4 separate regions of the Mus musculus genome follow, and all the other regions are linked to region 3. Evidence: chromatin contacts called from public Hi-C and HiChIP or PLAC-seq data. All regions are on one chromosome and are shown on one strand. The core of a region is the stretch at or near the end of the contact, and the rest is flanking DNA. Distances in the headings are between cores, read along the strand shown.

What was found. A called contact is a pair of places that touch in the nucleus more often than the background predicts. HiChIP or PLAC-seq counts read pairs in DNA pulled down with a chosen protein or histone mark.
Region 1: a contact with region 3 is called in a Hi-C map of cortical neurons, with 2.6 times the contacts expected there. The contact joins two enhancer-like sites. A contact is called at or near these places in 2 of 15 datasets of contacts at CTCF or cohesin (large pre-B cells and pro-B cells), 10 of 484 Hi-C or Micro-C datasets (cerebral cortex, cortical neurons, embryonic stem cells and 3 more) and 3 of 115 datasets of contacts at active chromatin or transcription factors (embryonic stem cells, large pre-B cells and microglia).
Region 2: an H3K27ac HiChIP or PLAC-seq map of microglia shows a contact between it and region 3, with 5 times the contacts expected there. The contact joins two enhancer-like sites. A contact is called at or near these places in 2 of 115 datasets of contacts at active chromatin or transcription factors (embryonic stem cells and microglia).
Region 4: a contact with region 3 is called in a Hi-C map of cortical neurons, with 1.7 times the contacts expected there. The contact joins two enhancer-like sites. A contact is called at or near these places in 2 of 15 datasets of contacts at CTCF or cohesin (the NIH/3T3 cell line and large pre-B cells), 1 of 484 Hi-C or Micro-C datasets (cortical neurons) and 2 of 115 datasets of contacts at active chromatin or transcription factors (cardiomyocytes and pancreatic cancer cells).

What each region holds. Positions count from the first base shown.
Region 1 is chr16:11,959,599-11,962,298 of GRCm38.p6, forward strand. No RefSeq gene overlaps it. Among named protein-coding and RNA genes, the nearest start is that of Gm32278, 23 kb to the right of the region's middle. Within about 2 kb of position 1,308, at least 6 of the 459 cell types and tissues checked have an H3K27ac peak or open chromatin away from gene starts, as enhancers often do. A contact at or near this core is called in cerebral cortex and cortical neurons, where this site is marked.
Region 2 is chr16:11,823,362-11,826,061 of GRCm38.p6, forward strand. The region is part of intron 3 of Cpped1 (calcineurin-like phosphoesterase domain containing 1); the gene reads right to left. Among named protein-coding and RNA genes, the nearest start is that of 4833415N18Rik, 45 kb to the left of the region's middle. Within about 2 kb of position 1,325, at least 26 of the 459 cell types and tissues checked have an H3K27ac peak or open chromatin away from gene starts, as enhancers often do. A contact at or near this core is called in microglia, where this site is marked.
Region 3 is chr16:11,460,408-11,463,107 of GRCm38.p6, forward strand. The region is part of intron 13 of Snx29 (sorting nexin 29); the gene reads left to right. Among named protein-coding and RNA genes, the nearest start is that of Gm32100, 120 kb to the right of the region's middle. Within about 2 kb of position 1,299, at least 193 of the 459 cell types and tissues checked have an H3K27ac peak or open chromatin away from gene starts, as enhancers often do. A contact at or near this core is called in cerebral cortex, cortical neurons and microglia, where this site is marked.
Region 4 is chr16:11,881,196-11,883,895 of GRCm38.p6, forward strand. All of the region lies in intron 2 of Cpped1 (calcineurin-like phosphoesterase domain containing 1), which reads right to left. Among named protein-coding and RNA genes, the nearest start is that of Gm9961, 19 kb to the right of the region's middle. Within about 2 kb of position 1,321, at least 6 of the 459 cell types and tissues checked have an H3K27ac peak or open chromatin away from gene starts, as enhancers often do. A contact at or near this core is called in cortical neurons, where this site is marked.

The DNA of each region.
Region 1 (2,700 bases), core at 58-2,557, 500 kb after region 3:
TCCTCTATTGCCAGGGATCAAAACAGTCCTCATGCACCGTTTCCTTAGTGGTATTTGTGTGTACTCTGTGGATGTGCACATGTGCATGCGCATGCTTGTGGAAGCAAATATGGACACTGAGCGTCTTCCTCCATCATGGAGGCCTTTTACTGAATGTGGAGCTCACAGATTGGCTAGGCAGTGATCTTGCCTGGTATTGGGAATAATGACTCAGGTTTGAAAGCAGGTGATGGGGAGCCAGAATCAGGTCCCCTGCTTGTGCAGCAAGCACATTACTGACTGAGCCTCCTCCTCACCGCCGAATGCATTTTCTCTGACCAGGAACTTGAGAGCGACACAGCTGTTCGTATCCCTTGTGTGGATTCGTCAGGAGCCCATTTGGCTGTCTTCAGAAGTATTAGCTTGGAGGATAGTGCGGTTGTTGAAAATCTCAGTTACCTCCCATATCAACCTTCCTATGCATCTACTGGGGTGCCCTCCACACATGGTGGCTACATTTCCTGAGTGTGTGATCCATGCGAGCAGAAAAGAGGCTACAGTGGTTTTCTATGACTTTGGCTCCTGTCATATGTTGCCATTGTCCCAATAGTCTACCGGTCCTACAGGTCATCCGTGTTTGTTGTCTATGAAAGGTTGTCACTACCATGAGGTGGGGATTCCTGCAGCAGGCTGTTGGGAGGCTGATCGCCACCACGACCTACTTATTTGGTTTTATTTCCTATGAATTCACAGGATTTACCATATCCACCTTCCTCTGTCCTTATATGATGAGCTTGTTCCAAGATCAAGGTCCTTGCTTGCTCTGGTCTGCCTTGATGATCTTCCTTTATATAAAGCATTGCTTCCTCAGCACACTCAGGGGTCTTCTAATGGTTGTTTAACCTGCACTGAGTATTGCTTTTCTCTGTAGTCACACAGGTTGATCATTAACACTTTATTCTCTCCCTTCTGCCCCCTATTGGACACTGTCCTGATCACTCACTGGTTTAGTGGGCCTATGTCCTTTTAGGCTCCCAACTTCTCAAGAGTATCCTTTTCTATTGGCTTAGCCATTAAACGCATTCTGAACATCTTCAAGCCCTTTCAGCCCTTTCCATCTATAGCTCATGAACCATGCCTAGATGCCTAGTAGGAAAACAGTTTCAGTCCCCTCCCCCCACTTGGGACAATTTCTCAGACTTTTGTATATGCTTTTCCTATAGTGGACTTGAACCAGAATCTGACTCTCAGTTGGCAGAGGGCTCCCTGCCAGCCTTTGAGTCTGCAAGGCCAGCCTTGTCTATTTTGAGAAGTGGGTAGGCAGTCCAAGTGGCAGGCTGGGAGGCTGTTTTGCTTCAGGGCTTGCCTGGAACTGTAGCCTCAGCTTTCCATCTGCCCAGAGCCTTTTGGATTCTGATCATGATTATTTGAAAGAGGCACTTTTAACTGCAAGGGCTGACATGGGCTTTGTGGCAGGGGACCCATTAACGCTGTTCTAAATGGGAGTCACCTGGAGAAAGGGAAGCCCCAGGGACCACTCTGAATACTTTAGCAGAGCACCTAGCCTTCTGGGGTCTCCGTGGCTTCCCTGACAATTAAATGGACAGCATACAAGACTGCTCAGTTAGCACTGTAGTCGCTCCTCTCAGAGCTGCCTGTGAGGGGACAGAGCAACCACTGCCTATGAGACTCCTGCTTTTTTTTTCCATCTTTCTTCCCTCCTCTTTTCTCCCTCCTTCCTTCTCCCTGCTTATTCCTTCTTTCCTCAGTCTCCTTCTATCCTTCCCTTTCTTTTTTCCCATCTAGAGAAAGTGTAAAAGGTTTGTGAATTTTCTAGCCTACTAGTTATCACCCAGGCTTCTGGATCTGCCCACCTCATCCTTTTCTTCTGTATTTCTGTCTCTAAAATATGAAACATCGAAGTGACCTCTTTTCACTTTCTAAGCGGAGGCAGTGGAGCTGTGGGCTAGAGGCAGAAGAGAAATGGGCAGCAGTGTCCAACTGCAGACAACTGTGGGACCTCACAGGTCTACCTGGCTGGGCTGCTGGGGGCTTCTTGCACGGTTGGGCTTTCAAAGCTGGCTCTCTGGACATCATCACACACCTGAGACTTCTGAGCTGGAGCATCCTCCAACAGCTCTTTTGGTTCTGATTAAACAGGAAATGTGACTTTTATACTCCCAGTCGTACTGTGGGCCCAGTGTTTAGTTACCGGCTACTGTGCTGGGTCATTCAGTCGAATTAATATCCAAACGTGAGAGCTTGATACAGCAAGCATGCTGCAGTGTGCTTCTGTCTGATACTCCCAGACCTTTTGTGAGGCAGTTGTGAGTCGTGATCATTTTTCAGATGAGGGAACTGAGGGTTAGAGAAGTTAAACAGTTGAGGAAATCTGGCGATTTCACATCAGACTGCTCCTGAGACTTACCAAAATTCTGTAAGGTGAGAACCCTTACGCTATGCTTGAAAGCAGGATAGGAGGCAGAGAATGCAAAAGCAGGAAATGCCCTCTTCAGGAATCCTTTGTGCGAGTCATGCCAAGGTTGGGATGCAAATGGAAAAGAGAAAAGACGAAAAGGAGGACAGGACTACAAGGTGAAGAGAATGTTTGTTATAGATACAAGGAAGAACATAGCTAGAGAGGGGAATCTGGAAGAGTCCAGAGTGAACACAACCAGACTGAGCTGGGCCATGTGAGGAGAGGAAGGAGGAGAGAGAGAG
Region 2 (2,700 bases), core at 75-2,574, 360 kb after region 3:
ACCTGTACACATAAAATAAATATGTAAAATTTAAAAAAGAGAATTAAATCTTGGCTGAATATATAAGACATTTTACAGAGTGGACATTTTGACTACAACTACAATACCAGGACTGTCAACTCATGAAAATAAATAGTCTGAGATAGCAGAAGCACACGTACGCCATTTCAGAAACTGCTACAATATCTGCCCTAATCACAACCAAGCCCATTAACATATTTTAAAGGAAACTCAGTCAGCAACTCAAACAATAGTTTTTAAAATAACCCATCCTGACACAACCCCACCCAGAGATACATTAATTTGGTTCTTACACGCTAAGCAATGAGAGTTGAAAACAATCATCTTTGTTTTCTGCAATTAAGCTATTATGTTCCTATAAGAGCAGAACACTTTACATGTACATTTAAGAACACCCTGTAATTCATAACATATAATAATCTCAAATTTGAGCAAAGACACTTTGGGCAGCAGCATCTGCGGGTGTCGCATGGTGTGATGGTGTGCATAATGCTAAGTGCACACACTGAGTGTTAAGGACCAAGGCGGCAAGGATGCTGTGTACTGCAGACAATACAGCACGGTGCTAATACTGCTGGAAACACTTCCAGTTGGGATGGGTTTGATTCTGAGTTAGTTTTTGATCACTGTGTGTTTTCTTTTCCTGTCTCCCATCCCATATTCAGTAGTGTGACCCCATATGTGGGCACATCTCAGTTTAAGATGCAGTGCTCTAGGAAGTGTGTCTCCCATCCAGATCTCAGCTGGCCATTATAGGCAGTGTGGGCATCCCGGCAATGCTGCTGCTAGGGAGATGTGACCCAGGCCAGGCTCTGTCCCTGTTAAACGGTGAGTCTTTATCAAGGGGTCACTAGTGTGTGACAGGCTCAGGGTTGGACTTCCTCTAATGAACACAAGCAGAATCCACTTCCTGGTAGCATCAGGATATAGACAGCTGTGGTAGTGGTGAGACAGACGGCCTAAAGTTCTCCTCTGTCTGTAATGCAGTCTGACCTCCACCTTCTCTAAAAACTTGAAATCCTAAGGCTGCAACCAAGGGCTGAGAGCTCGCCCTTTCTTTCTGTTTCTCTGTTAAAAAGCACACAAATACTAGAGATGAAACGAATTCTGTGAAATTACTCATTAACTTTTGCAAGAAAGATCAACTTGCTGGAATTTTTTATAATTGCCAAATGTGCCCCGGGCTCTTTAATACACCATCCTTAAGCTCTGTGAGGAGAATGAGAGGAAAGAAAAGGTATCGCCGAGACATCAAGGGGAAACATGGGCAGCCAGAGACTTCCCTGTTTTCTCTTTTTTAAGATGGGAAATTTAAACTGCAATCGGCATTAACTGGGTCACACACTAACCTGCTGCTGAGAGAGGCCTGAGGGACGAGCCGACCTCCACCTTCCACCCAGGTTTCATTATCTACGCTCTGTCTTTGTGACTCCAGTTCGGTATCAGGTGAATTAGGGGGAAACCAATTTCTGCATCCCTGGGATATGATGAAACTGATTATCCCCAGGCCGAGCAAAGAAGACTGCGAATAAGCAGCGCTGCTTCACATTTGGGCGCCTGTCCTGCCCTGATACCTGTTTATTTCCACCAGTTACTGACAGTGTTTCTGTTCCATACAAAGACGCTCCCCACCCCCGTCAATGACTTCAAAAGTAGAAACAGGAAGCATCCGTTTCTAGGGAAACCTGAGGTTGGAAGCTCTTCATCTTTTGGATCACAGAGCACATTCCTACACAAATGGTGGTCTATTGTATGGTGACAGCCCTTCCTCCTCATTTACCTCATCCCATTTACAAAAATTAATGCAACAATGGGAGATGATTGTTGATGCTCATTATTAAATCATTTATTCATCCCACACAATGATTCAGAATTATTCATTAAACTTACTGGAAGGAAGCAGGGTTTTTATCCCCACAGTGGCTTGGGGAGGGATGTATTCTTTAAAAGGATATTTTATAACAACACAATTATTGTAATTAAAAGCTACCCTGATCATCTGATGAGCTTCTGACATATTTTTGAGCACTGGCATTTTAGCACAAGGAGAAAACCGAGACTGAAATAGTATTAGGAAATACTATTGCTGTGGGGACAAAAGCTAGAGGCAACATTAAATACCACCTGCCACTGTCACCCCAGCTTTATCACGGTCTTTAAGTTAATACATTTTACAAAATATCACTGACTGCCTGACTTTCCAAAATGGGTTCAAGTTCTCTTGCTGTGGCTTCAGCCACTGTCCACATTCTGCCTGGTCAAGTAGCAGCCCTGCCCTGCCCCTGAGACACACATATACAGGGCTTGCCATCCAAGCCTCCCAACCTAGCAGCACGGCGCGGTTCTGTCCACACAGAAACTGCAACTGCAGATGTTGCCTGTTTGTTCTGTGTCTGATGGCCAGGCTTAGCACGCAATGGAGACCCACAGTAGGAGGGGCTTCGAGCTCTTTAGTGCTACTTGAAGTAGATTTAGGTGAGGATCCTAAGGCTAGGGGCAAAGAAGGGCTGCAGGAGAAACAGATTACTGAGTGACCTAGATGAAAGGCAGGGAGGAAAGACAAAGGCCGCACACCTTACGATGTGGAAGGCACAGGACAGACAATATGAGATGGAGTCTTCTCCATTGCGCTTGTCATAGAGTGTGTCCTGGACACCATTGAGCTCTGTCAGCGGGCCG
Region 3 (2,700 bases), core at 49-2,548:
AAAGCTGTGTGGCATGTCACAGTGTTTGCAGTAGTTTCCAGCCATGTGATGCTGAGTCTGCATCCACTTCCATGAGACAGTAGGTGACTCCTGAAGCAAAGATCCTTGTGTCACAGTTCTCTGTCCCTCTGTGTCTTTTCTGTGTGTAATCTCAGGAGTGGGATGCCATAGTCAAGGCATATGGTTGTAGTGGAACAAGCTGTATACCTTTCTTAGCGCACTAAGTAGGACATACTCCGGCCTGTGCTGGTACTGCCTGCTTCGCCTCTGTTTCACTCCTGCTCGTGAGTTTTAGAAGGTGGAGTTTGGTGAGATTCCCTCTGAGAAAGGAAGGTGGAGAGGCCAAACACTTGAACATTGCCTCTAGATCTGAAAATGTGCAAGTTTCTTCTCAAACAAAAGAGGCAGTGAGGCTCAATGGTGAGGGTCAGTGTGGGCTTTCCAGGCACGTCTCCATGGGGAACGTGGAGCATAGCGTGGCGGGAGGAGGGCGGAACGCCTTAGGCATTGCCCAAGCAACCTCAGGCAGTAGAGAAAGCCACGGGGTGTTTGCTGATTCTAAACTGTTCTCTTAGATTCAGGCTTTGTTGAGGGAGTGGAATTCTGGAGAGTGAGCAGGAAGTTGTATCTGTGTGAGCGTCTGCCTTTGGAAGCATGTGCTTACATTATGTGTGTGACCATCAGACCTTAGTACCCAGTGCAGGTAGGTGTTCCCCACAAAAGCTGTACCACCGTCTAGGCAGTTCATCAAGATATGAGAAGCCTACAGCAATTCCAGGAGGAGTGGGAGAGTTGGATCTGAAGTGTCTCTTTGCCCACACAAAAGTGCGGAAGCAAGAAGAGATAAACTCACTGGAACCAGGAGATACGAGCCAGCCCTCACTAACAGGTTATGCTTGTTGTGCACGGGGGAGGGAAGCTTGGTCACTGTTCATTAGTGTTTCATTGGGATGCCTTTCCTAATGGGAAGTCGGGAAGATCTAGAGGGTAGAATTAAACTTACAGAGCAGTGTGGAGGGATAACAGAGAGCCTGAAAAGGTGACCCATTGGGAGAGATATTGCTGCTACGGAAACTGTGAGAACGAGGAGCTGGAGGTTTTTGCTGTTGTCCACTGGGCTCTGCCTCTGCCCAGAGAGAAGGCAACATATGCAGCCTGCCTATTCACAGAAAGTAATTTTTCAAATCTTTCCAGTACAGTTTGGCTCACAAGGTGGTAATTTCTGTGTCACTGACATGAAGCCTGGGTCTTAAATATAGTCAGCATGTGAGTGCCCTGCAGGCAGTGACAGTGGCAGTATGACATCACTGCCAAGCCACTTCTTGTTATTTTGGAGCCAGAGTGAGCAACAGGAAGCTTGGCGGAGGGGAGATATTTTTGGCCACAGCAGCCATGTGGTTTAAAGAGAGACAACTGTCAGGTCTAGTGCTCGGGAATTTTGCAGACTTTGTGTGCTGCTAAGTTTGTATTCACAGGTTTGCATGAAGTGGAGCGGAGGCTCAGACATACTAGACTTGGCTCTACGCTAGCAGCCCTCAGAGGGTGCGGCCTGCTTTCTTTGGCGCAGATGGACGTTTCTTCAGATGCTTTTTCTTTACAAGATTCAAACTTAACCTCACCGAATGCTCAGCTCCAAGGCCAAAATCAACTTGGAGGGCCCAGAAAACTGCCTGCCTGGCTTTAAAAGTCCCAGTGAGCTACTTGGGAATGACAGGGTGTGTGTGTGTGTGTGTGTGTGTGTATGCGTGTGCATCTAGATGGTTCAGCAGGTAAACTTGCTCATGGCTAAGCCTGATGACCTGTTGAGGAAATGCTAAGGAATAACTTGGGGCTTGAGGTGCCCTCTTTTCTCCTGTGGGCTTTGTAACTTTCTAGTTCCCAGAGATCTGTGGCAGCATCAGCTGAGAGAGAGGGTCTAGCACTTGCTGCTGTCTGTAATTTATGAACTTTACGTTCACCTCATACTGCAAAGGGACCATAGCAATCTAGTTCTTGAAAGCCCTCCCCATGTGCTCTATGGCACAGGCATGTATCTCTCTCTCTCTCTCTCTCTCTCTCTCTCTCTCTCTCTCTCACACACACACACACACACACATGCACATACAACATATAAAATAATCAGTGTAATTTAAAAGAAACTCACACAGGGAATGTGGTGAATGTCTGTAATCCCAGCGCTTAGGAGACTGAGGTAGGAGAATTCTGACTTCAAGGCCAGCCTGGGCTATATAGATGAGACTCTGTCTCAGAAAACCAAGGACCGTGAAGAGTGCTTGCTCCTTGTGGGAGGCAGTAGTCTGCAGTGTAGAGAAACTTTACCTCGGAACCCAGCCTCCTGGATTCCTAGTGAGAGGGAACAAGGAGTTCTTCCACATGCACTGAGCACTTGGACACTCTCATGAGGCAATTCTCTTTTCCAGGTTGTCTGGGAAGGGCCTCTGCTGTACCCATGGTTTTCCTCATTGTTTCTTTGTCTTTCAGACTCCACAGAGCAGTGCTTCCTCCCCTCATTTTTTATGCTGCTCTTTTTGTTTTGTGTGGCACTTTTCATCTTGTCTGTTTCTACCTTTGTGTTCACACCCTAATCTGGTCAGGGGCTTTGTCTCAGGCATTGGGATGCAGGAGGAGTTTGTTGAATGAGTTAACATCTGAATATGTGTCCCTTGTGTGTTGTTCTACTGTTTCTGGCTTACATTTCAG
Region 4 (2,700 bases), core at 71-2,570, 420 kb after region 3:
CCTGGCCACCAAGTGACTCCACCTCCTCTGCAGCCTCTGCAGCCACTTCTACTGAAGCCCAGCCCTTCTCCACCATAAAGACTTTCCACCTAAGTAGCTACTTATGTGCTAATTCCTAAGAAACTCTACCTCTGTGCACACCCTTCCTCTAATTGTTCCAATCATCTCTGGGATCAAATCTAGCTTCACACTGACGTCCTTTAGTTCCAACAGAAATTGATCCCAAAAATTTAACCCTAAAACATCAGGGACCATGTAAACCACTGAAACTACTATGTGACTGCCATGTAAGAGAGGTGCAAAAATTAATTTGGGGGAATCACACAAGTGGGGAACAAGAGCTTTTGCTTCTACTGATGAAGTATTTCTTTGTAAGTCGCAAGCATCTGTTCTGCAGATCCATAAACTCTTATGAAAAATCTTCTGGGCTTCTGGATCTTGTTTAAAATTGTATTTTTACAAACTTTAGAAGGGGACTAGAGGAAAAAGAATATATATTAACAAAGCAGAATTGAGAGTAATTCATTACCGAGCTCAAGAATTCTCTACTAAGAAATGTGCAAGTATCCCATTAGATAAGGAGCAGGAGCTGCCTGAGTCAGTTCAGTGCAGGTCTGTTACCAATCAAATCAATTCCAAATTTAAGAAAAATAATCTTAATTTTCAGAGACAGACCTCTGAGTGTTGGGATGCCAGATAAAGAGTTCTGTACATGATCGTGGTCCAAATAAAAAACCCAGTCCTGGCTATATATGTACAAATCCCGCTCAAGAAAACGCTGTGCCTGTTTTCCAGGGCACTTTGCCAACATGCTGCTGGGGGCGTTTTCTATAGGAGAGAGCATCCTGCTTTAGTTACTCAGAGTATTTAACAAGTAAAACAAAGCCTACACACACCAAAGCATCTCCCCTGAAACCTGAGCAAACGTTTAAAGGAGTGGCGGTTCTCTTGCTTACAACTCTCAGTGACAACCAGGAAGGGGACTCTCAGTGTCTCCTGGCATGCACACAGGAATTCTACATAATACATGAGAAGCAGAATGCATCGGGCCTGAGCATCCTAGTCTGACAAGTGCATCTCAACCGTATTGTCTGTAAGATTTATCTGGAGACTTCATAAAGACCTGCTAGATCTGCTTGGACAGAGATGCTCTGTATCCAGTAAGCTCTGGTCATTTTGGGGCCCCGTTTTTTAATAGCAAGGCAACAGTGGGAAGTGCAAGAGGGCTAGAAAAGAAGTTACTCCACCACATTTAGGATACAAGGCATTAGAAACAGGTACTTCCTTGTTCAGAGCCAGATACCCCACCAGGAACAGCAGAGCTAACCACTGGATCTGTTTTGCATTGCTATTACAAGGAAGTAAGTCAGCAGCAGTAACATTGGCTGGCTATAGAGCTGAATTTCACTTATCACAAGTTATCTGTGATAGGCTCGATAAAGTCCCTTCTGAGGTGTCTAACTCCCAGTGCTTGTGAATCTCCCATGGCAAAGGGGACTTTGCAGACTGGAGAGATGACTCTAGGTTATCAGGCAGGCCCAGTGTCATCACACAGGTCTGTATCAGAAGAAAGGAGAGAAGAAGGGAGGAAGGCAGGGAGGGAGGGAGGGCACTAGTCAGATTGACAAGGAGAATCCCAGAGGGGCCAGAGAAGACTCCGGACTATAGGTTTTGAAGATGCACAACAGCCAAGAAAGGTACTCTAGGTGTGAGAGACTCCAGAGGAGCACAGCCCTGGAGCTCCAGATCTGTCAGGGTAAGTGTGCACTGTTCCAGCAGCTACAGAAGTTGAATGATATAAACAAGGGCTTGCCTCCCCCTACAGAACAGAAGCTCTTGAGGCTAATGTTCAGGAGAATCTCAAGCATGCCACAGTTGCTCGGGCAGAGCTAACATACAAGAGCTCTTCCAAGACATTTTATTCCAGGGGAAAAATTGACCGACCTGTGTTCTCCATTTCATGGAGTTACAACAGTTCAAATACATGGGGACAGACCTGTGTGTCAGTGACAAGCAAGGGCCTTACTGGAATCTCTTGTTCCATAATTACAGCATCACATTCTGATTGGTCCTCTACATGGACCTGCTGGATTCTAACAAGGCTCCTGGGGCCACTCTCAGGGGATAGATGACTTAGTGCAGTATGGCCTACAAAAGTTACCCTGGGCTTGAGAGCTGAAGGACTGAAAACCAATGGTTTCAGTAACATGGACAGGATTTTAATTTGCCACTTTTAATGTGGCTAATCTCACAGAACTTTAACTGCAAATTAAAAAAAAACATATAGGTGCCTGTAACATGAAGACATATTTGTCCAAACTCAAGTTGGAGCCTTGGCACTAGTGCCTCCTCTATCACCTATGCATCTGTCTCCCGTAGCCCTCAGCTCTGCTGAGGTCTTGGTCTCTCTTTTCCATTAGTGTACCCATAGTGACTAGTGCTGTATCTGGCACCCACTCTGCAATCAGTGAGTGTTTGCCGATGAATGAATGTTACGGTGGATAGTTACAATGAAAAAGGATATTGTTATTTTCATTAAAAAATTCATTATTTGGAAAGTTCTCTTACTTCCTTTTGAGTTAATATCTACTTGGCCCAAGATACTATTTATGGTAGAATTAAAAGCAAGCTTTCTGATTTAATTTGCTTATTAATATATGCATCTGGTCATTAACAATGTGCTAAGTAGTCAAAGCAAAT